Regions from separate parts of the Sus scrofa genome. Here regions 1, 2 and 3 are each linked to region 4. A link is a contact called in public HiChIP or PLAC-seq data. All regions are on one chromosome and are shown on one strand. Each heading gives the region's core, a stretch centred on a gene start, on an enhancer-like site or on the middle of the called end of the contact. The rest is flanking DNA. Distances are from core to core; before and after follow the strand shown.

Region 1 (4,977 bases), core at 403-2,902, 190 kb before region 4:
AAATAGAACAAGTTTTACTGAATTTCCTTTACACAATCAGGGTAGACTTTGATAAAGGAATACAAAAAGAATATCACACACACTTTGCACCTAATCTAAAATGGATCCCTCCCAAGAGAGAATCTGCAGGTACTTCAAGCAGAATAGGTGGATTCTTTGATTCAAGTCTGCCTTCTTCCTAAGGTTGAGCATTCTAGAATTACATATTTGGATTGATGGCCAAGATTCCATAAATTAATCTCTTACTAGAAGATGGCAAGAAAGTTGTTTTCTACTTTCCAAAAAGACTTTTTCTCTTTTTTATTCTAGTGGAGAATGAATATCAAATGGAAAATGCTAATATTGAGTGCATTTGCTTTATCCCTGGCATTGATTAAACATCATTTTCGGTAAATAAGAAGACTGATGAGTCATTCTCTTTAATGATTGGCAGAGTTCATCTAAAATGCTGAGTTTGGGGTTTCTCTTGTAGCTCAGTGGGTTAAGGATCTGGCGTTGTCACTGCAGCAGTTCAGGTTGCTGCTGTGGTGAGGGTTTGATCCCTGGCCCAGGAACTTCCACATGTCATAGGCGCAGCCAAAAAGAATAACAGATTAAATAAATTAAATTAAATGCTGAGTTTTGCCCCAAAAATAGAAATAAATAATATTTCCTAAATTAATAAAAAATTACTTTCCCTTTGGGGAACAAATCAAATCTATTATTTTTTCCATTTTTCAACATTCAGCAAATATTTATTGAGCACCTTCCTGGTGCTAGGCTGTGTTCTAAGTGCTGGGAAAACAGTAATAAACCAAAATGACTACTGTTATGAAGTTTTACATTCTAGGTGGAGAAGATGGGCAATAAGCAAAGAAATATTTAATGTTATGTCAGGAGCACTGTATTTTTGTAATAACACAAAGAAGAAATAAATAAAGCAAGGTAAGAGGAAAGAGAGTGTTGTGGGTGGCTATTTTAGATACATTTTATTTTAATTTATTCTTTCTTTTTCAGCCTCAGCTGAAAAAAGGGATAATTTTTCTTCTTCTTTTTTTAGGGTCACACTCACGGCATACACAATTTCCCAGACTAGGAGTTGAATCGGAGCTGTAGCCGCTAGCCTACACCACAACCACAGCAACGCCAGATCTGAGCTGGGTTTGCGACCTACACCACAGTTCACGGCAATGCTGGATCCTTAACCCACTGAGCAGGCCAGGGATCGAAACTGCGTCCTCATGGATCCTAGTCAGATTTGTTACCACTGAGCCACAAAGGGAACTCCAGGGATCCATTTTTAAAGTTATTTTTTAAGGCTTCCCATCGTGGCTCAGTAGTAACAAACCTGACTAGGATCCATGAGGATGTAGATTCAATCCCTGGCTTCACTCAGTGGGTTAAGGATCCAGCATTGCTGTGAGCTGTGGTGTAAGTTGAAGATGTGGCTCAGATCTGGCATTGCTGTGGCTGTGGTGCAGGTGCACCTCCAATTCAACCCTAGCCTGGGAACTTCCATATGTCCCAGGTGCAGCCCTCAAAAGACAAAAAAAAAAGCTATTCTTTAGTATTTGATTTTAAAATAATTATAGATTCACAGGAAGTTGCAAAGTTAGTACAAAGAAGTCACATGTATCTTTTACCCAATTTCTCCCTATGTTACATCTTACATAATCATCATGTAATAACAAAATAGGAAATCAATGTTGGGACACTGTATGTGTATAACTATATGACATTTTATCTCATGTGTCAATTCATGCAATCACAGCAGTTAAGATACAAAACTATTCCATCACAAGGATCTCTGAGCTACCATTTATACCCACACCCAACTCTTCTCCCTGACTCTCCCCAACCCTTAGTACCACTAATCTATTTTTATCTCTATAATTTTGCCTCTTCGAAAATGTTTTTTAAGTGAAATCATATAGTATATGATGTATTGAGATGAGCTTTTTTCACTCAGCATAATGCTTTGAGATTCAGCTAGGTTGTTGCCCACAGTAATAGGTCATTCATTTTCTTGCTGTGTAGTATTCCATGAAGGGATGTACGAAAGTTTGCTGAGGCATTCACCTACCGAGGGACACTTTAAAAATTGTTCTTACTGAAGTAGAGTTGCTTTACAATGCCATGTAAATACACACACACACACTCACACATATACATATATATATATGAGAATATAAATACATATTCTTTTTCAGATTCGTTTCCCTTGTAGGTTATTACAAAATATTGAGTATAGTACCCTGTGCTATAATAGGTCCTTGCTGGTTATCTATTTCATATACAGTAGTGGATATATGTTAATCCCAAACTCCTAATTTATCCCTCCCCCATTTCTCTTTGGTAATCATAAGTTTGTTTCCCATGTCTGTAGGTATATTTCTTTTTTTGTATATAAATTCATTTGTATAATTTTTTAAAGATTCCATTTATAAAAAATAGCATGTGATATTTCATATATTTGTCTCTAGGTCCACCCATGTTGCTTCAAATGGCATTATTTCATTCTTTCTTATGGCTGAGTAAATATTCTACTATATAAATATAGCACATCTTCTTTATCCATTAATCTGTCGATGGACATTTAGGTTGCTTCCATGTCTTGGCTATCATAAATAGTGCTTCAGTGAACAAACAACCCAATCAAAAAATGGGCAGAAGATCTAAATAGACATTTCTCCAAAGAAGACATACAGATAGCCAAAAGGTACATGAAAAGATGCTCATAATCTTAAAGAAATGCGCATCAAAACTATAATGAAGCATCACCTCATACCTGTCAGAACGGCCTTCATCAAAAAGTCTACAAGTAATAAGTGCCAGAGAGGGTGTGGAGAAAAGGGAACCCTTCTATACTGTTGATAGGAATGTAGGTTGATAGAGCCACTATGGAGAACAGTATGGAGGTTCCTTAAAAAACTAAAAATAGAGCTACTATATGATCCTAAAATCCCACTCCTGGGCATATATCCAAAGAAAATCATAATTTGAAAAGCTACATACACCCCAATGTTCACTGCAGTGCAACAGCCAAGAAGCCAAGGGATATTTTGATTGACAGTTAGGTTCATCCCATTTGGGATTCACCCAGTTTATTGAATCTGTACGTTCGTATCTTTTACCAAATTTTAGGGAATGTTCAGCCATTTTAAAAGTAATTTCTAGCCCCATCCTCTTTCTTCCCCTCTGGGACTCCAATTATATGAAGATTAGATCTTTCATTACAGTCCTACATGTTCTGAGATGCTGTGGGTTTTTGTTTGTTTGTATATTCCTCTCTGTGGTTCAGTTTGAGTGATTCCTATTATTCTACCTTCAGGTTCACTGAATTTTTCCTCCATCCTCTCCATTCTACTGTTAAGATTATCCATTTAGTTTTTATTTCAGGAATTGTATGTTTAAGCTCTAAACTTTATATTTGGTTCTTCTTTTATCTTCTATATCCTTGATTTTCTGTATCTTTGACTTACTACTTCTTTGCTGTGACTTTCTACTTTTCATGTTTCAAGTGTTTGTAATTGCCCATTGAGGCATTTTTACAATGACTGCTTTAAAGTCTTTGTCAGACATTACCAATATCTGTGTTATCAAGGCATCTTCTTATTGTCCTTTCTCATTCGAGTTGTATTCCTAATTCTTTGTTGTTGTTGTTGTTGTTGTTGTTGCTATTTCTTGGGCCGCTTCCGCGGCATATGGAGGTTCCCAGGCTAGGGGTCCAATCCGAGCTGTAGCCACCGGCCTACGCCAGAGCCACAGCAACGTGGGATCCGAGCCGCATCTGCAACCTACACCACAGCTCACGGCAACGCCGGATCGTTAACCCACTGAGCAAGGCCAGGGACCGAACCCGCAACCTCATGGTTCCTAGTCGGATTCGTTAACCACTGCGCCACGACGGGAACTCCCCTAATTCTTGGTATGACAACCATTTTTTTTTATTGAAACCTGAACATTTTGGGTATTATGAGACTCTGGTTCTTATTTAAATCTTGTATTTTCACAGGCATCCCCTAATACTGCTCCAGCTGGGAAATAGGTTGGCACCTCCCTGTTACTGTCAATTGAAGGGTGAAATTTCAGGTTCTCAATTCTGCCTCCATTGGAACTCAGTGGAGAGGTGTTCCTTGTAACTAATGAGATGAGAGTTTAGCCTCCCCACAGGGTCTCCACTGACACTGACCACGGGAAAATGGCCACACTTGCTGAGAAGTGGTGAAGGTTCTAACCCCCACTAACCTGTTCCAACTCCACGCCAGTAAGGAGGGGAGGGGAGCCTCATTACAGTCTGGTGAGGGTGGAAGTTTAAGTTCTCCACATGGCCTTTGCTGGAGAGATGGATAATGGGGGGCACAGTTTGTCTGTGGTATTGGGCTGGAGTACAGGGATTAGTATTTAAAGTTTTGTGTCTTGCTGGGTTGCCCTTTTCCTGGTCCTTTAGTTGTAAAGAGTAGGCTTTTCTCAGGGCTCTTTTTGTGTCTATACTCATTAGCATTTCTGGGTTGCTCACTTCTCTTGCACCCAATATGGGATACATGGGGCAGAAAACCCAGGGAACTCATTGCCATGTCGATCCTTGAGTTCCAAGTTGCCTACCTGAACTGCCTTCTCTTTCAGAGTCTTCGTTTGCTTGCTTTCTATATAATGACCAGGGTTTTTAGATATACTTAGTGGTAGCAATAGGGGAAATTAGGACTATTCCATTTTTCTGGAAGCACAAGTCACTTAAAGTTATTTTATAAAAATCCCCAGTTTATGAAAGTAAATTCCCTCATTACCTTGTTAATTATGTAATTAACTTTTAAAAGTACAAAAACTTAGGTGCATCCTATCTTTAAGAGGAAGTGCATGACAAATATCTGGACCCCAACTCCAACCCCTTTATTTTAATGCATAAGAGTATTTATCATATAATAAGCTACTAATGTTTGATAAATTAAATATGCATTTTTCTATGAATATGTATTATCTTTCTGGCTCTGTTAATTT
Region 2 (5,043 bases), core at 936-3,435, 260 kb before region 4:
GGCAGCTTTTGCTCTTACACATACTTGGCCTGCCTGCTGTTACTTCTTCTTTTTCTGTGGGCCGGGGTGGGGGTGGGGTTTGAGCAGAGGTTCATCCAGGAAGCTGATCTCAATCATCCTCCCACCTCCTCCTCCTGCCCACGGCCAGTGTTTTCAGCCTGTCATATGGCTTCCTAGTCAGGGTTGCTGACATGTTGGAATTGCCAGTGGAATTTAATAATTAACAGCTGGGAAATAGAGCATTTTAATTTTTAATTCGACGTTAATTTTTAATATTGCTACTTTTTCTCCCCCCTGCTTAAAAGGAATCTTCCCAGCCAAGTAACCAAACTGGACACTGGTGTTCTGAATCGGTCTTTCTAGAAGGTGTAGTCTGAGGGGTTGTGCGGCTGAGGAGTGTGCGGCAGGCTGACCACCTGTCAGGGATGGGAAGTTCTCAAGGGGTAGGATGGGTCTGATCTCCGTCTTTAGCCCTGGGCCCCGGCAGATGGAGCAGGGACTTGGCAGATGTGCATCGAGGAGGTGATGCCCTGGTGTGGCCCCTCCTATTGGTTGAATGGCTAAAAACATAGTTTCCTTCTCTCTCACCCCCGACTTTCTTTATTTGTGAAATGGAGGTGATGATAGCACCCACTCTTGAACGTGGTTGTAAGGATTCAATGAGAGAATAAAAGTCCGGTACTTAACCCCAGTGCTTGTGACTAGTAAATAAGAATACCTCCTTTCCTCCTCTTCCTCCTTCTCTTTCTCTTCCTTTTCTTTGCTTAAAGATAATATTGCCTGCTTGCCAGATGTTCAGCTCACACACAGCTGCATGGCTTAACTGATAGGCTGGGGTCTGAACTGCTAAGAATCCTTGACAGGCTACACTAAGGACAGGAATGAATGAAGTGACAGTGCATGGGAAACGGTTATAGAATGATAAGCCTAAGCCGTGTGTGTGTGTGTGTGTGTGTGTGTGTGTGTGTGGTTTTTTTGGTTTGAAATCCAGTCATTCAACAAAGCTGGGGCTTTTATGTGAGAAAAGCATCACATAAGTTTCTAAAAACAAAACAAAACAAACAAAAAAAAAGCTCATCATTTTTTTTTATTCTGCCCTGATAAAAATGCTGAAGTAGCTCAAATGAGTGGAAATGATGACATACCTGGGTTTTAACTCCAGTTCATTGGTACAGCAAGTAAATAGCCAAGAAGCCATAGAGGGTAGTGGTTCAGAGCACAGACCACAGTCAGACTATCTGGGTTCAAATCCCAGCTTGGCTCCTTACTAGCTGTGTGACCTCAGGCAAGTTATTTCACCACTCTGTGCTACAGTTTCCTCACAGATAAAATGGGAATCAAAATATAGCAACCCCACCCCCACAAAAGGGTGAAGCTCTTGGCACTGTGCCTGGTCCCATAGGAAGGAGCCAGTGTGTGTTAGTTACCATCATCTGCTGTTTGGCCTTGGTCAAGTTAACAAGCCTTCCTGAGCCTTGATTTTCATATCTGTACATTGAGCATACTACATGGCCAAGCTTTTGCAAGGACTAAATGAGAGAAAGTGTATGTGAAAGTACCTGGCACAAGTTGGTACAGAGTCCAAAACAGCTTCTTTCATGATTGGTGGAAACCAAGAGCAGGTGTCCCCAAGGGGCGGTCATACCTGGGGTGTGAAGGCAGAGCTGGGGTGTGGGGTTTGAGCAGCCTAGCCATGTCCCCTCCATCTCTGCAGAATTACTCTTAGGGGAGGAAGGAAGCAGGCTTGAAGCAGGGCATGGGGTGGGGGTGGGAGGGCAGAGGCCTCCAGAATACGGGTGCAGAACTTGGTGACGAGGGACAGAAGGCATGAGCAAGAAGTGGGGGTGACCCAGCCTTGCCCAATCTCGCAGGGAAACATGGTTTCTCCCATGGGGGAGGGGCAGGTTTGTGAAAACCCTTCCTCCACCCGCGTATGAGGGTGGGGGTATGTTCTCGCTGGGCTAACATCTCCTAGACAGCCTCACCAGGGCCATACCCAGGCAGCCAGCAGGGGCCCGATGGGACCCCCAAGACGTTGCCCCAACCACTGGCCTTCTCCCTGCAGTGGCTGAAATACAAGCACACAGCTAGCAGGGGCCAGGCCCTCTCATGTTGTGTTGGGGGTTGAATCTAAATGACCACGTTTCAGTCTGTTTCCGACGGGGAAGTGCAGCCACTTCCAGAGCAAATGGGGTTTGAGCCAAGTCTTCTCAGCTCCCTCCTGCCTCTGGGGGGCCCCAGCTGCTACCCAGACTTCCCGCATTTACTCTTTACAATTTGTCCGTTGCTCTTCCGTGGCTTCCTGTGTTTGTGTTGGCTTTGCTAAGTCCCTTTCAAGTGTTCTGGGTGCAGAGAACATGCCCCCTCCCCTCCCGCTTTTGTGCTTCTAGTCAAGAGGCGACATGATCTGAGAGAGGTCTGAGCCCGAGCCCTGTGTGTCACCCATGGCCACAGTTAGCCCGCCGGGTCCCTTCTTTTCTGGGTGACTGTCTCCTTCTTCGTAAAATGAACCACAACACCAGGTCCCCTTAGTCTGGGGCCCTTTTTGTCCGATAACCAGGTTCCTACCCAGAAATTGCTTTCTGGCAGAAGGCAAACTGAGACAGCTTCTTCCTCTTTCAGCTCAAATGTCACTCTCTCATCCCGCTAGTCAAGCCATAGGGCTTTCTCAGGGTCAGGTGGCACCCACTGGGATAAGCAACACCCAAAGATGTCGCTGGCAGCTTAGGAAGGGCCTGGGGAGATAGGCGAAGGGGTTTGGAAGGAAGATTGAGGACGAGGACAGCAGAACAGGGGGACGGAAGGTACATACACGTTGTACAGGTACGATCCCCAAAGGGGCCACCAGGGCAGCCCGCAGAGGCACCTGGGCCAGAGCCTCCTGTCCCTCCCCCAGAAGATGCTGCAATGTCACACCACCAGCTGACTGGGGCTAAAATACAGTCAGGATTCAAGGCCAGTCACCACAAGCCATGACTGACCCATGTTCCCCCAGACTGTCACTGCATACCTTAGCAAAGCCATCCTGACTCTATGTTTTGTCACCAGGAAACGCCCAGAGGTCGTGACCATAACCAGATGGAAGGCTCCAGTGGTATGGGAAGGCACTTACAACAGAGCCGTCTTAGATAATTATTATGCCAAACAGAAAATTACCGTGGGCTTGACGGTTTTTGCTGTCGGAAGGTAGGTGTTGCTAATAAAACTGGCCTTGAGTTTTTCCCCTTCCACTATCAGAGGATGGGTGAGGGGCCCCTGGGTTTACAGAGGCTGTTCATGTCATGTCTGAATTAGTGGAGAGGAGAATGGTGTCACAGGGCCATTTTAGACTCCCTTCTGCTGAGGTCCCCAAAGGCTAAGAATAAAACTAGTCAGAGGGTCAACTCTTTCCCACCTCAGGGTGAGGGGCTTGGGTTGCAGGGAAGAAGATCTGCTATACCCACTGCACCCAGAGTCGACAGTACACCCACAGCCACCTCCGCCCTGACCTCCACGGCCCTCTGTGGAAATTCCAAAAATGGCAGCTGTTAGATGGCCTGTGTGTGTGTCGTTTCTCCTATGCTCTCGAGACCCCAGACCAAGGACCAAAGACAGAAGTGTCCTAAGTGGAGTGGTTTTCCACCTCCGCATGGCTGACCACTCCTCTGTGCCTTCTGCCTATTCCTCCTGGAGGGTTTGGCCCGGGGAGATTAGGCTGCTCAGAACTTCCTCTTCCAGAGGTTGGATAGGTTCCTGTTTCAGCCCCCGTTTCCTTGTTTGGAACTTTTCTCCCCAAACTGTAATCATTCTTACTTAAAAGTAGTAGCTGTAATGTTCATTTAAAATATAACCCAGTTTTCTTTTTTAGAGAATCCCCCCCCCTTTTTTCCAAAACAAAAGCAAAAGTTCAATTTTCCTGTTCACCTCCGTGCCCCTTCCCTCCCCCACATCCATGGGCCTTTCCATCTGTACCTTTTCTGAAAGCCACAAAGAAACTGAATCACTTTGTTATACAGAAAAAATTATCACAACATTGTAAGACAACTATACTTCAACAAAACTTAAAAAAAAATCAGAAAGAGAAAGAAAGAAAAAGAAAAAAAGGAAGGAAGGAAGGGAGTTCCCATCATAGCTCATTGGTTAATGAATCTGACTAGCATCCATGAGGACACAGGTTCAATCCCTGGCCTTGATCAGTGGGTTAAGGATCTGGTGTTGCCGTGGGCTGTGGGGTAGGTCACAGATGCATTTCGAATCTCGCATTGCTGTGGCTCTGACGCAGGCCAACATCACAGCTCCGATTGGACCCCTAGCCTGGGAGGGTGCAGCCCTAAAAAAGCAAGAAAGGAAGGAAGGAAGGAAGAAAGAAAAGGAAGGAAGGAAAGAGAGAGAGAGAGAGAGAGAGAGAGAGAGGGAGAGGGAGAGAGAGAGAGAGAGAGAAAGAAAGAAAGAAAGAAAGAAAGAAAGAAAGAAAGAAAGAAAGAAAGAAAGAAAGAAAGAAAGAAAGAAAAGAAAAGAAAAGAAAGTTAGTTGACCTGTTGCCTGTACAAAGAGAAGTGAAGGTCAAGGTTGATCTGAGTGAGGATTTAAGCATCCTCCTAAGACCTTCTCCAACCTAGAGCCCAGAAGGTATCACTGTCACTGTACTAATCAAGTCCTAATGTCCCTGAATGTACTGATCCCAGGGGCCTGGGTGGCATCTCTAATAGAGAAGGGTGACTCTGGAGTTTTGACCTTTCGACTAGAAGAATATGTTCTGTTAGGAGTTGGGAAAGATTCCCAGCTCACCTAATCCTTTGGTATAAGAGGAGACCAGCCAGCCATACCGCAGATTGATTTAACCTTGGTGTTTCCAAAAAGAACGGCTCCACATTGGCTCTAGCCATCTTGTTGCGGCTTTAGAGAACTAAACTGTACTTGGCATGTCCTGGTGAAACCCGCGCACTCTGCTCTGAGGCGAGAGAGGACTGTTTGTACTCAGCAGCAATAAATCCTCCCAAGAGTGGATTTGGACTTTTAGGAGGTGTGATGTTTGGTTTATTTTCAAATGACAATGCACAGCAC
Region 3 (5,280 bases), core at 2,246-4,745, 160 kb before region 4:
TTCCAGATCCATCAGAGGAATCACTATGTACAGCAGCTATAGCCTTATGAAATTATATTTCTTAAATAATAAGACTTGATAGTTGAAATTACTCCTTGATCCATGGGCTACAAAAATGGACAGTTAGCAGGCATGAAAACAACATTAATCTCATTACACATCTCCTTCAGAGCTCATGGGTGACTAGATGCATTGTCAATGAGCAGTAATATTTCTAAAAGAATATTTTTTTTGAGCAGTAGGTCTCAGTCATGGGCTTAAAATAGTAAATCGTGTTATAATTATATGTGCTGGAATTTGGGCTTTATTGTTTCATTTCCAGAGCATAGACAGAGTAGAATTAGGGGGTCACTGGATATTCAAAATGGTAAATGAGCACCAGCTTCAACTTCAAGTCACCACCTACACTAGCCTCTAACAAGAGTCTGTCTGTCCTTTGAAGCCAGGCATGACTTCTCCTCTCTAGTTATGAAAGTCCCAGATGGTATCTTACTCCAATATAAGCCTGTTTTGTTTACAGTGAAAATTTCTTGTAGCCACCTTCATTAATTATCTTAGCTAGATTTTCTGGAAATTTTGCCGCAGCTTCTATTATCAACTCTTGCTGCTTTACCTTGTACTTTTATGTTATGGAGACATTTTAAATTTTATGTTAAATTTCATACCAGCCTCTGCTGGCTTTAAGCTTTTCTTCTGCAGCTTCCACACCTCTCTCAGCTTTCATGGAATTGAAGATGGTTAAAGCCTTGCTCTGAGTTAGACTCTGACTGGAGGGCATGTTATGGCTGGTTTGATCCTCTATCTGGACCACTAAAACTTTCTCCACATCAACAATAAAGCTGTTTCACTTTCTTGTCATTTGTGTGTTCACTGGAGTAGCATTTTTTTGGGGGGTGGGGGGCTGCACTTGAGGCATGCAGAAGTTTCCAGACTAGGGATCGAACCTGCTCTATGGCAGTAACCAGAGCCACAGCAGTGACAACACTAGATCCTTCATATGCTAAGCCACCAGGGAACTCCTGGAGTAGCACTTTTAATTTCTTTCCAGAACATTTCCTTTGTATTCACAACTTGGTTAACTGGTGAAAGAGGCCTAGCTTTTGGCCTATCTTAGCTTTCCCTGTGCCTTTCTCACTAAGCTTAATCATTTCTAGCTTTTAATTTAAAGTGAGAAATATGTGACTCTTCCTTTCACTTGAATACTTAGAGACTATTCTGAGGTTATTAACTGGCCTAATTTCAATATTGTTGTGTCTTAGGGAACAGGAAGGCCCAAGGAGAGAGAGAGATACAGGGAACATTTATCGGTTAAGCCTACCATCTTATATGAGCATGGCTCGTGACTCCCCAAAATAACTGCAATACTAACATCAAGGATCACTGATCATAAATCACCATAACAAATGTAATAATAATTTTAAAAAAAAGCTTGAAATACTGCGTAATTACAAAAATCGACACAGAGACAAGAGATGAGCAAATGCTGTTGGAAAAAAATGACACCAATCGACTTGCTCAATGAAGGGTTGCCACAGACCTTCAATTTGTAAAAAACAGTATTGACAAAGCACAATAAAACAAGATATGCCTGTATGTGGGAAATCTCTGTACTTTCCTATTTCATTACACCTAAAGCTGCTCTTTAAATGCCTTTTTAAAAAGAAGAAGAACGATGAGAGATAAGGAAAGGAAAGAGAAAGAGAGCACATATACAGAAGGCTACAGTCCTCATTTACACAAATGGCCAAGAAGCCATAGTGGAATTTTTTTTTCTTCCTTTTTAGGGCCACACCCATGGCATATGGAAGTTTCCAGGCTAGGGGTCGAATAGGAGCTGCAGCTGCCGGCCTACACCACAACCACAACAATTGTGGGATCAGAGCAGCGTCTGCAACCTACACCACAGCTCATAGCAATGCTGGATCCCCGACCCACTAAGTGAGGCCAGGGATTGAACCCACATCCTTATGGACCCTAGTCAGATTCGTTTCCACTGTGCCACGAAGGGAACTACCCCCACAGCGGACATTTTAACTCCCCTCCTCTACTCACTTAAGCTATGGTTGCCTTTGCCCAGTGTAAGTCAGTTAAAGATCTTTTCCTGGACAAGTGACTCAAATTTTGATTCCTGAGGTATCCTAGCCTGCTTTATTTTTTGAAACTTAATAACTGGGCATGTAAAAGGAAGATTCTAGACTCTGTGTAAACCTCACTTACAGCAGTTAACTCTAATTTACCTTTGATAACCACTGCCAATAACATCAACCAATACTAGAAGCCTAATTTCTCTAGCTGTGAATTGCGTTTTTTGACTGATCACAATGTTTTATGAAACATAGCAATAGTACCAAAAACAAAGGCATTCAATGATTCCACAGATTATATCAATGGTAGAATTATGACAAAAAAAGAAATGGCAAATAATGCAGATTAAATGTCAGTTTTAATAATTAAGAAATGTTTTCCCCAAGGCTTCCAGATAAAGATGGCAAGTTCAACATAATAATTCAATTTCACTTCCTCTGAAATTCCACTAAAACCACAGTAAAGGTATATTTTTAAAACCCATAAACTCATAAATCCAGAAAGAAGAGAAAAGGAGACAACAGCAATAAAACTGTGGACACTGGAATGCAGAAAAAGTGACTTCGAATATAGTGGGAAAAGCCAAGAACTAAGTTGATGTGTATCACAGACTCTTCCAAAGGCTCAGGAGCTAAGTGGACTTCCAGAAGTGGGAGGTGGGGAGTAGTAAGAAGGGATATTAAATAAGCAATGATAGAATACAGATATGTTTTGGGGGTTCTTTTGGTCTTTTTAAGGGCCTACCCCCAGCATATGGAAGTTCCCAGGCTAGGGGTTGAATCAGAGCTGTAGCTGCTGGCCTGCACCACACCCACAGCCACAATAATGTGGATCCGAGCTGCATCTGCCACCAACACCACAGCTCACAGCTCACAGTGGATCCTTAACCCACTGAGCAGGGCCAGGGATCCAACCCGCGTCGTCATGGATATTAATCAGGTTTGTTACCTCTGAGCCACAATGGGAACTCCATGAATGCAGTTTTAAAATACATTCCCCACCCCTAGAGGAGTGCTGGCTGGGCTTGGTGACTTTCTTCCAAAAAACAGGGTATGGAAAGAAAGATACAAGTAACTAGAGAAACCAGAGACACCACTTTAGCCAAGTGAGCACTCAGGGTTAAGGTCACCAGTCATAAGTCGTGTTGCTGTCATGGACTCCTGATAGGATACAATGAAAAAGGCAGTTCATCCCTGTGACTTTCTTCCTCCATATTCCTGATGTAATCATGGCAAACCCAAACATTAGGCAAACTCAAATTGAAGGACAGCCTATAAACTACCTGACCAGGACTCTTCAAAACCGCCAAGACCATGGAAGACAAAGAAAAAACTGTCACAGCTTGGAGACCAAGGGAGCATGATTACTGAATGCAGTGTAATATCCTGAAACAGAGAAAGGGAACTGGCGAAAAAACTGTTGAAATCCAAATAAAGTCTGCGGTGATGTTTTCACAGTGTTGCACTCACGGCAATTTCTTGGTTTTGGTAAATGCCGCTGGATTATGGAAGATATTACCATTCAGGGAAGCTTGGGGAAGAGTATACCCAAGCCTGTACCATCTTTGCAAATTTTTGTAAATCAAAATTATTTCAAAATAAAAAAATTTTAAATATTAAAAAAAAAGAAAAGGAGCTAGAGTGCTAGCTCCCCTCCCTCATGGTATTAACTCCTACAGAAAACTGGAACTGGTGGCAGAATGATGGAACAGCTGTGGGAACAGGTACCCAACTGGGAAACAGGAGGACCATCTAAGCATGTGGACACTGAATGATAAAAGCCAGTACCAGCCTTAGAACTGGGCGCATGGGCCCCACTAGTTAAGAGAGCCCCACCTATCAGAGAGATAGAGAAAATAAGTTCATGAAAGACCATATGGGTATCCTTATCAAGTCGCCGCACTCAGCACTGGCATAGTACCATCTGTAACTTTAAATATGTCCCTTTTGTGCCTCTAACTTCATTTGAGCCCCAGGGAGATGCTTCTCTACATCTCTTGCTCTTGTCCTCCTTTCTCCTCTAAATAAAAGGTGACTGTTCCTGAATGCTGTGTAGGTGTGTGGGTTGTGCTCTTATGTCAGACAGACTTTGCTATGGAAAGAATGTGAACAGCAGAAGCACTTCGCTAAGAGAAAATACAAATTAATTAGTTTGACAAATCGTTCTGAGAGCCTGTGTGAAATAGATACTTATGTATTAAATTCTCAGAGCATCGGATGTCCATTTTTTTTATTTCATTTTGAATTCCAGTTGGAGGATCCAGTGACATTCGCTAATTAACATACTATTCAGCACCATTATGCATGACAGCTGAGAAACATTTTGCAGTATTAAATAATTCATATTACTTTTTTTGGCTGTGCCCACAGCATATGGAAGTTCCCAGGCCAGGGGTCAAACCCAGCACCTCTACAATGACCTGAGCCACTGCAGAGACCACATCAGATCCTTAACTTGCTGCATCACAGCGAGAACTCCCATATTACTCTCTTGATGTTGTTTTATTTTTTTAATTTTTTATTATAGTTGATTTACAATCCCATATTACTTAAGTCTGTGTGTACATATATCTAGATGTAGAAAGTGTGAAGTGAACTGTATATTTCACAGTGAATGATGGATAGTGATTCTAGGATTGCTATTTGTTTTACTTTTACAAAATTTTTAACGATTTAAATAAAATGTTAAATTTGAATTACCAGACAAGCAACGAGAGAAAGCATGAGATGACTTCTCAGTTCTCTCTCTCGATAAGTTACAGTTTCCTCAAGCAAGGTTTGCACAACAGGTAACACTTATCCAATGTTTCTCAAACCCGAGGCAATTTCCTTCCCTGCCTCACCTTGGGGACAGGCATTTGGCAATACCTGGAGACGTTTTTGACTGCCATGATTCAAGGATGGGCTGCTACTGGTGTCTGGTAGGTAGAGGCCAAGAATGCTGCTAAACATCTCACAATGCACAGGGCAGCCCCCCACAACAACAAAAAATCCATTCCAAAATGTTAATAGTGCCACAGTTGTGAACTCTGTTTTACGTACGTCCAGGAGTCTGGGGTTCTCTAAGCCTTGTTGTCTCTCACATACTGCTATTCCAGTTGTCAAGACCCCACTCTTCCCTAATCTAATTTAACCTGACATTCACAAAATGTCTAGCAAAGTATGTGAACTCATGTACTAATATAATTTGCCAAAT
Region 4 (5,363 bases), core at 792-3,291:
GTTCATTATGTTTGAGCCACAGTGAGAACTCCTATTTTTAAATTTTTTAATTGAAGCATAATTGAGTTAAAAATGTTGTGTTAATTGCTGCTGTACAGCAAAGTGATTCACTTATACATACATACATATAAATATATATATACACATACACACACACACACACATATATATAGACACACATGGTGGTGTTTTTTTATTCTTTTCCGTAATGGTTTATCATAGGACACTGAATATCGTTCTCTGTGCTATACAGTAGGACCTTGTTTATGCCCTCCATGTATAATAGCCTCTATCTGCTAACCCCAACCTCCCACTCCATCCCTTTCCCAACCCCTTTCCCCTTGGCAACCATTAGTTTGTTCTCCTTGTCTATGAGTCTCTTTCTTTCTGTTCTATAGATAGGTTCCTTTGTGAATATTTTAGATTCCACATATAAGTGATATCATATGGTGTTTGTCCTTCTCTTTCTGACTTATTTCACTTAGTATGATAATTTCTTTTCTTTCTTTTTTTTTTTGTCTTTTGGGCTGAACCTGTGACATATGGAACTTCCCAAGCTAGGCATTGAATCGGAGCTGCAGCTGCCAGCCTACACCACAGCCACTGCAATACCAGACTGAGCCATGTCTTCGACCTACACTGCAGCTCATGTCAATGCTGGAGTCTTAACCCACTGATCGAGGCCAGGGATTGAACTGCCATCCTCAGGGATACTGGTCGGGTTTGTTACCACTGAGCCACAACGGAAACTCCCGGTATGATAATTTCTCGTTCCTTCCATATTGTTGCAAATGACATTAATTTGTTCTTTTTTAATGGCCAAATAGTATTTCATTGTATGTACACACCACATCTTCTGTATCCATTCATCTGTTGATGGACATTTAGGTTGTTTCTATGTTTTGACTATTGTGAATAGTGCTGCTATGAACATGTGTGTGCATGTATCTTCTTGAATTATAGTTTTGTCTGGATATATGTCCAGGAGTGGGATTTCTGGATCACATGGTAATTCTATCCTTAGGTTTTTGAGGAACCTCTATACTGTTTTCCGTCGTGGCTATACCAACTTACATTCCCACCAGCAGTGTAGGAGGGTTCTGTTTTTTACCCACATCCTCTCCAGCATTTGTTATCTGTAGACTTTTTTTTTTAATGGCTGCACCAGAGGCATATGGTAGTTCCTGGGCCAGTGATTGAATCTGAGCTGCAGCTGCAAACTATGCTGAAGCTGTGGCCACACCAGATTTTTAACCCACTGCACAGGGCTGGGGAGCAAAGGTACGCCTCCGCAGCAACCCGAGACACTACAGTCAGATTCTTAAACCACTGCACCACAGTGGGAACTCCTGTAGATTTTATTTTATTTATTTATATATTTATTTTTGCTTTTTAGGGCCAAACTTGCAGCATATGGAGGCTCCCAGGGCAGGGGTCGAATTGGAGCTGTAGCTGCCGGCCTTTGCCACAGCCACAGCAACACCACATCCGAGCCGTATCTGCAACCTGCACCACAGCTCAGAGCAACGCGTGATCCTTAACCCACTGAGGCCAGGAATCGAACCCACAACTTCATGGTTCCTAGTCAGATTCGTTTCTGCTGTGCCATGAGGGTAACTCCCTCCTGTAGACTTTTTAATCATGACCATTCTGGCCATTGCGAGCTGACCATTGTTTTACTGATCAATCTTAAAGGTCCCTTCTTGTACCAAGAACCTGTAATTCATTAATTCTCTGGCCTTGGGATTAATTTAGCACTTATTAATAATACAACAGCTCAGAATGTTAACCCATTTGCCAATGTCTCAGTAAATGACAAGAGCCAGGATTTTTGTTTTGTTTTGGTTTTTGTCTCTTTATTTGTTTTGGCATGCCTGGGTGGCAGAGCCAGGATTTTAATCCAAGTCCATCTGACTCCTAAAGCTTCTCCACTTCCTCCTGGGTCAGCAAAAGAGAACCAAGAAAGAAACAGAGGAAGTGCTCCTGAACCAGACTTCCCTGAGCTACTAAGTGGGACCAAGGCCAGGAGTTCCTACAGTGAAACTGGCCTGGCGTGGGCCTGTGACGCCCTCTTGTGGACCAGGTCTGAAATGCTCTGCTTTGCCAGCTTTTTCATTTTGATGCTAGAATAGATGTTGGATTTGGAGGACACAGGAAGAGGTTTTCCCTCTAGTTTTTAAAAACCAGTGACCCCAACTGTTATCTTAAAATGGAGACTGCTTGAAGACATTGGGCACTTAGAGAAGCCCAGCTGCCTATGTTCATTTATTGATGAAACAGGATACTTTCTGTTTCTGTTTTTACATCTTATATGTACTTGTACCAACTATAAAGCAGTAAAACTCAACAGAAACGGCACAACTTTTCTCCTTTGAGCTCAGAATCAGAGAAATCAGACATTAAACCTATAAAACCCAGCGTAACTATACAGGCAGGAAAGAATGCTTCTTCCTTCATAGACCCGTTTCTCTTTCAGTTTCTTTCCAATATCTTGAAGGACAAGAACAAAGAAGAGAAAGATTTTAAGCATAGTGATTCCTTAAAACATCTGTCTGCTCTCAAAAGTTTCATTTTTTCACAGATACTATGCTCTGGGAATTCTAAAATAATTAAATCCTGGGAGTTCCATCCTGGCGGTTAATGAACCCAACTAGCATCCATGCGGACACAGATTTGATCCCTGGCCTCGCTCAGTGGGTTAAGGATCTGGCATTGCCACGAGCTGTGGTGTAGATCGCAGACGCCACTCGGATCCTGCATTGCTGTGGCTGTGGTGTAGGCTGGTGGCTGAAGCTCTGATTCCACCCTTAGCCTGAGAACTTCCACGTGCTGTGAATGCAGCCCTAAAAAGACAAAAGTAGAAGTAAAAAATAAAATAACTAAATTCTCACCTGCACTGAGGCATCACAAGGAAGGGAATACCCCCCTCCTGTCAGTGAAGCCAGGAGCAGCACCCATAATATACATTGAAGGCTGCAGGAGTTTCTTCCAGGAGGGAGCTGACCCCTGGCAGAGAGAGCAGAGGTGTGCCAGTGAGTGGCAGGGTTGGGGGTTTTGGTGGAGAAAGATTTTTATATGCATTTCTAACTTTCATAACAATCCAATAAAGGTGGGACCACCATACCTACTTTACAGATAAGGAAACTGAGACCCAGAGAGATTAAGAAGCATGCCCAAGTCTCCAAGCTAGTAATAGGCTGTAGTGTTGGAATCTGAGTCTCAGAAGAGCAATAGATTAGGAATCCAAAGTCCCGTTTCCAGTTCCAGTTCTGAATACACTTGCCGAGTTGGGCAAGTTAGTTAACATCTTGGATCTGTCCTTTCTCTTCTGCTTAGTGGGGGATTGATCAGAAAGGCATCTACTGACTTTTCTCTTAAAAAGACCTGAGCAGAAAAACCCTGAGGGGCTCCAGTGGGAGGGAGGAGACAGAAGCCCAAGTCCAAGTCCAACTATCAGTCACTGATGAGTGTGTCACTGTTGCGGGACTGCCCAGTTACCTGTGATGTGTGGTCCCCCGGCAGCTCTCCTGAGTGGATCCCACAGCTTTCTCAGTAAGAGAACACTGAACATAAGAGGCCTCAGAGAGTCCCTTACCCAGATGATTTTTATTTTATTTTGTTTTATTTATTTATTTTTAAGGGCCACACTTGCAGCATATGGAAGTTCCCAGGCTAGAGGTCGAATCGGAGATGCAGCTGCTGGCTACACCACAGCCACAGCAACATGAGATCTGAGCCGCATCTGTGACCTACACCATAGCTCACGGCAACACTGGATCCTTAACCCACTGAGCGGGGCCAGGAATCAAACCCGCGTTCTCATGGATCCTAGTCGTGTTCATTACCGCTGAGCTACAATGGGAGCTCCCTCCAGATGATCTTTAAAAGGCTTCATTGTCTCTCCTATTAGACCCTTCCTAGTAATGAAACCCCCTTGTGGGAGTGCAGGACTTGTTTACAAATCACATGCATCTCCGTGGTCTCATTTGAGTTCTTCCCCCTTCTCTGTGAGGTTTACAGGAGAAGTACTACTGTCTCCATTTCACACAGGATAAAACTGAGGCTCAGCTAATAAACAGCTCTCCGTGGCTCTGTCCCTCTGGCACTTGAGTATGGCTGGATGGGGAGAGGGTCTATGGTGGTAGACGAGGCTACCCTTTACCTCTATTTGCCTCCCGAGAGGAGGAGGATGTGCCCCAGCTCTGCCATCATGAGTCCATAACACTTGCTGTGGCCAGTGAAACGTCAGTAGAAGTGATGTGTGTCACCTAGCATGTTGTTCTTATGTCTCTTTTCCTTCTGCCATGAAATCTGGCAATGTTCCAGAGAGAGAGGGAGGGAGAAAGAGAGAGGGAGAACAAGCTCTCCCAGCCTGCATCCTGGAGTAAAGAGCATGTGGAAGGGAGAAGTAGTTGACCCATCAAAGACGTAGGGATGAGCAATAAATAAACCTTTGTGGTTTTACATCACTGAGATTTGGGGTCATCTGTTACACAGCAGAACCTAGCCTGTCCTAACTAATACATCTATAAAGATAGTATCTTTTCCTGGGAACAAGGACTAGTAATGTCAGATGCTGGGTGAGTAATGGCTTATCTATGGTTGTGTGTGTGTGTGTGTGTGTGTGTGTGTCTGGGCTGGCACAGTGGATACAGGAAAGGGGGAGGCCTAGCTGAGTTTGCTCTGGCCCCTATTCCAGTAAGTCTTTCAAACCAGCTATGCCTGCAGGTTGTGTTTTCCATTCTTCTCCTCTCTCTCCCCAATTATTTTTGTTATTCTGCAGAAAAACTTTGGATCTCTGCTGAATTCCATGATAGCAGATAAAGGGTTTTTTTTTTTCTTTCCCAATTTATATGGGAGACTGCTTCAGGAGCTATTGATTGGATCTCAGAAATAATAATTGCAGCTACTGCCTCCCGAGGGCTTGTTCGTGATCAGGCATTCCTTAAGAGCTTTCATTCTTTACCTCATTTTCTTTCACAGCTACCTGAGGAATTAGATCCTACCATTTCCTCATGGTAGAGGCAAGGAAATGAAGAATTAGAGACCTTAAGGAACTTATCTGAAGCCACACAGCTACTAAGAGTCAAGGCTGGGAGGGACTCAAATCCAATTACAGTGTTGGGTAATTTCTGACCTGTCAATTTGGGTCTTTCTTGTTTTTGCAGACTCTATTATAGCTGTCTCCTCTATTATTTCTAAACCTCAGTCTTGGTTCATCATAGATGCAAGAGTAAAATTCCCTTTACCCTTTCAGTGAGGAAGGGTTTTTTTGTTTTTTTTTTTGTTTTTTTTTTGTTTTTTTTCCTGAGCACGTTCCCAGCTCTTCTCCTTTCTTTATCCATTCCTTTTCTTAATTAAAA

What was found. HiChIP or PLAC-seq counts read pairs in DNA pulled down with a chosen protein or histone mark.
Region 1: a contact with region 4 is called in an H3K27ac HiChIP or PLAC-seq map of alveolar macrophages. The contact joins two enhancer-like sites. A contact is called at or near these places in 1 of 5 promoter capture datasets (fetal liver), 8 of 47 Hi-C or Micro-C datasets (adipose tissue, embryonic fibroblasts, epiblast stem cells and 5 more) and 1 of 2 datasets of contacts at active chromatin or transcription factors (alveolar macrophages).
Region 2: a contact with region 4 is called in an H3K27ac HiChIP or PLAC-seq map of alveolar macrophages. The contact joins two enhancer-like sites. A contact is called at or near these places in 4 of 47 Hi-C or Micro-C datasets (embryonic fibroblasts, epiblast stem cells and undifferentiated spermatogonia) and 1 of 2 datasets of contacts at active chromatin or transcription factors (alveolar macrophages).
Region 3: a contact with region 4 is called in an H3K27ac HiChIP or PLAC-seq map of alveolar macrophages. The contact joins two enhancer-like sites. A contact is called at or near these places in 1 of 5 promoter capture datasets (fetal skeletal muscle), 10 of 47 Hi-C or Micro-C datasets (blood, embryonic fibroblasts, liver and 6 more) and 2 of 2 datasets of contacts at active chromatin or transcription factors (alveolar macrophages and skeletal muscle).

The regions. Positions count from the first base shown.
Region 1 is chr1:261,451,801-261,456,777 of Sscrofa11.1, reverse strand. No RefSeq gene overlaps it. Among named protein-coding and RNA genes, the nearest start is that of STOM, 47 kb to the right of the region's middle. Within about 2 kb of position 1,652, at least 1 of the 83 cell types and tissues checked has an H3K27ac peak or open chromatin away from gene starts, as enhancers often do. A contact at or near this core is called in alveolar macrophages, where this site is marked.
Region 2 is chr1:261,517,208-261,522,250 of Sscrofa11.1, reverse strand. GGTA1P (glycoprotein, alpha-galactosyltransferase 1 pseudogene) reads left to right here. Exons shown (of 8, transcript NM_213810.3): 7 at 3,049-3,186. Among named protein-coding and RNA genes, the nearest start is that of GGTA1P, 68 kb to the left of the region's middle. Within about 2 kb of position 2,185, at least 25 of the 83 cell types and tissues checked have an H3K27ac peak or open chromatin away from gene starts, as enhancers often do. A contact at or near this core is called in alveolar macrophages, where this site is marked.
Region 3 is chr1:261,425,131-261,430,410 of Sscrofa11.1, reverse strand. It overlaps the pseudogene LOC110259667. Among named protein-coding and RNA genes, the nearest start is that of STOM, 20 kb to the right of the region's middle. Within about 2 kb of position 3,495, at least 4 of the 83 cell types and tissues checked have an H3K27ac peak or open chromatin away from gene starts, as enhancers often do. A contact at or near this core is called in alveolar macrophages, where this site is marked.
Region 4 is chr1:261,261,564-261,266,926 of Sscrofa11.1, reverse strand. No RefSeq gene overlaps it. Among named protein-coding and RNA genes, the nearest start is that of RAB14, 18 kb to the right of the region's middle. Within about 2 kb of position 2,041, at least 10 of the 83 cell types and tissues checked have an H3K27ac peak or open chromatin away from gene starts, as enhancers often do. A contact at or near this core is called in alveolar macrophages, where this site is marked.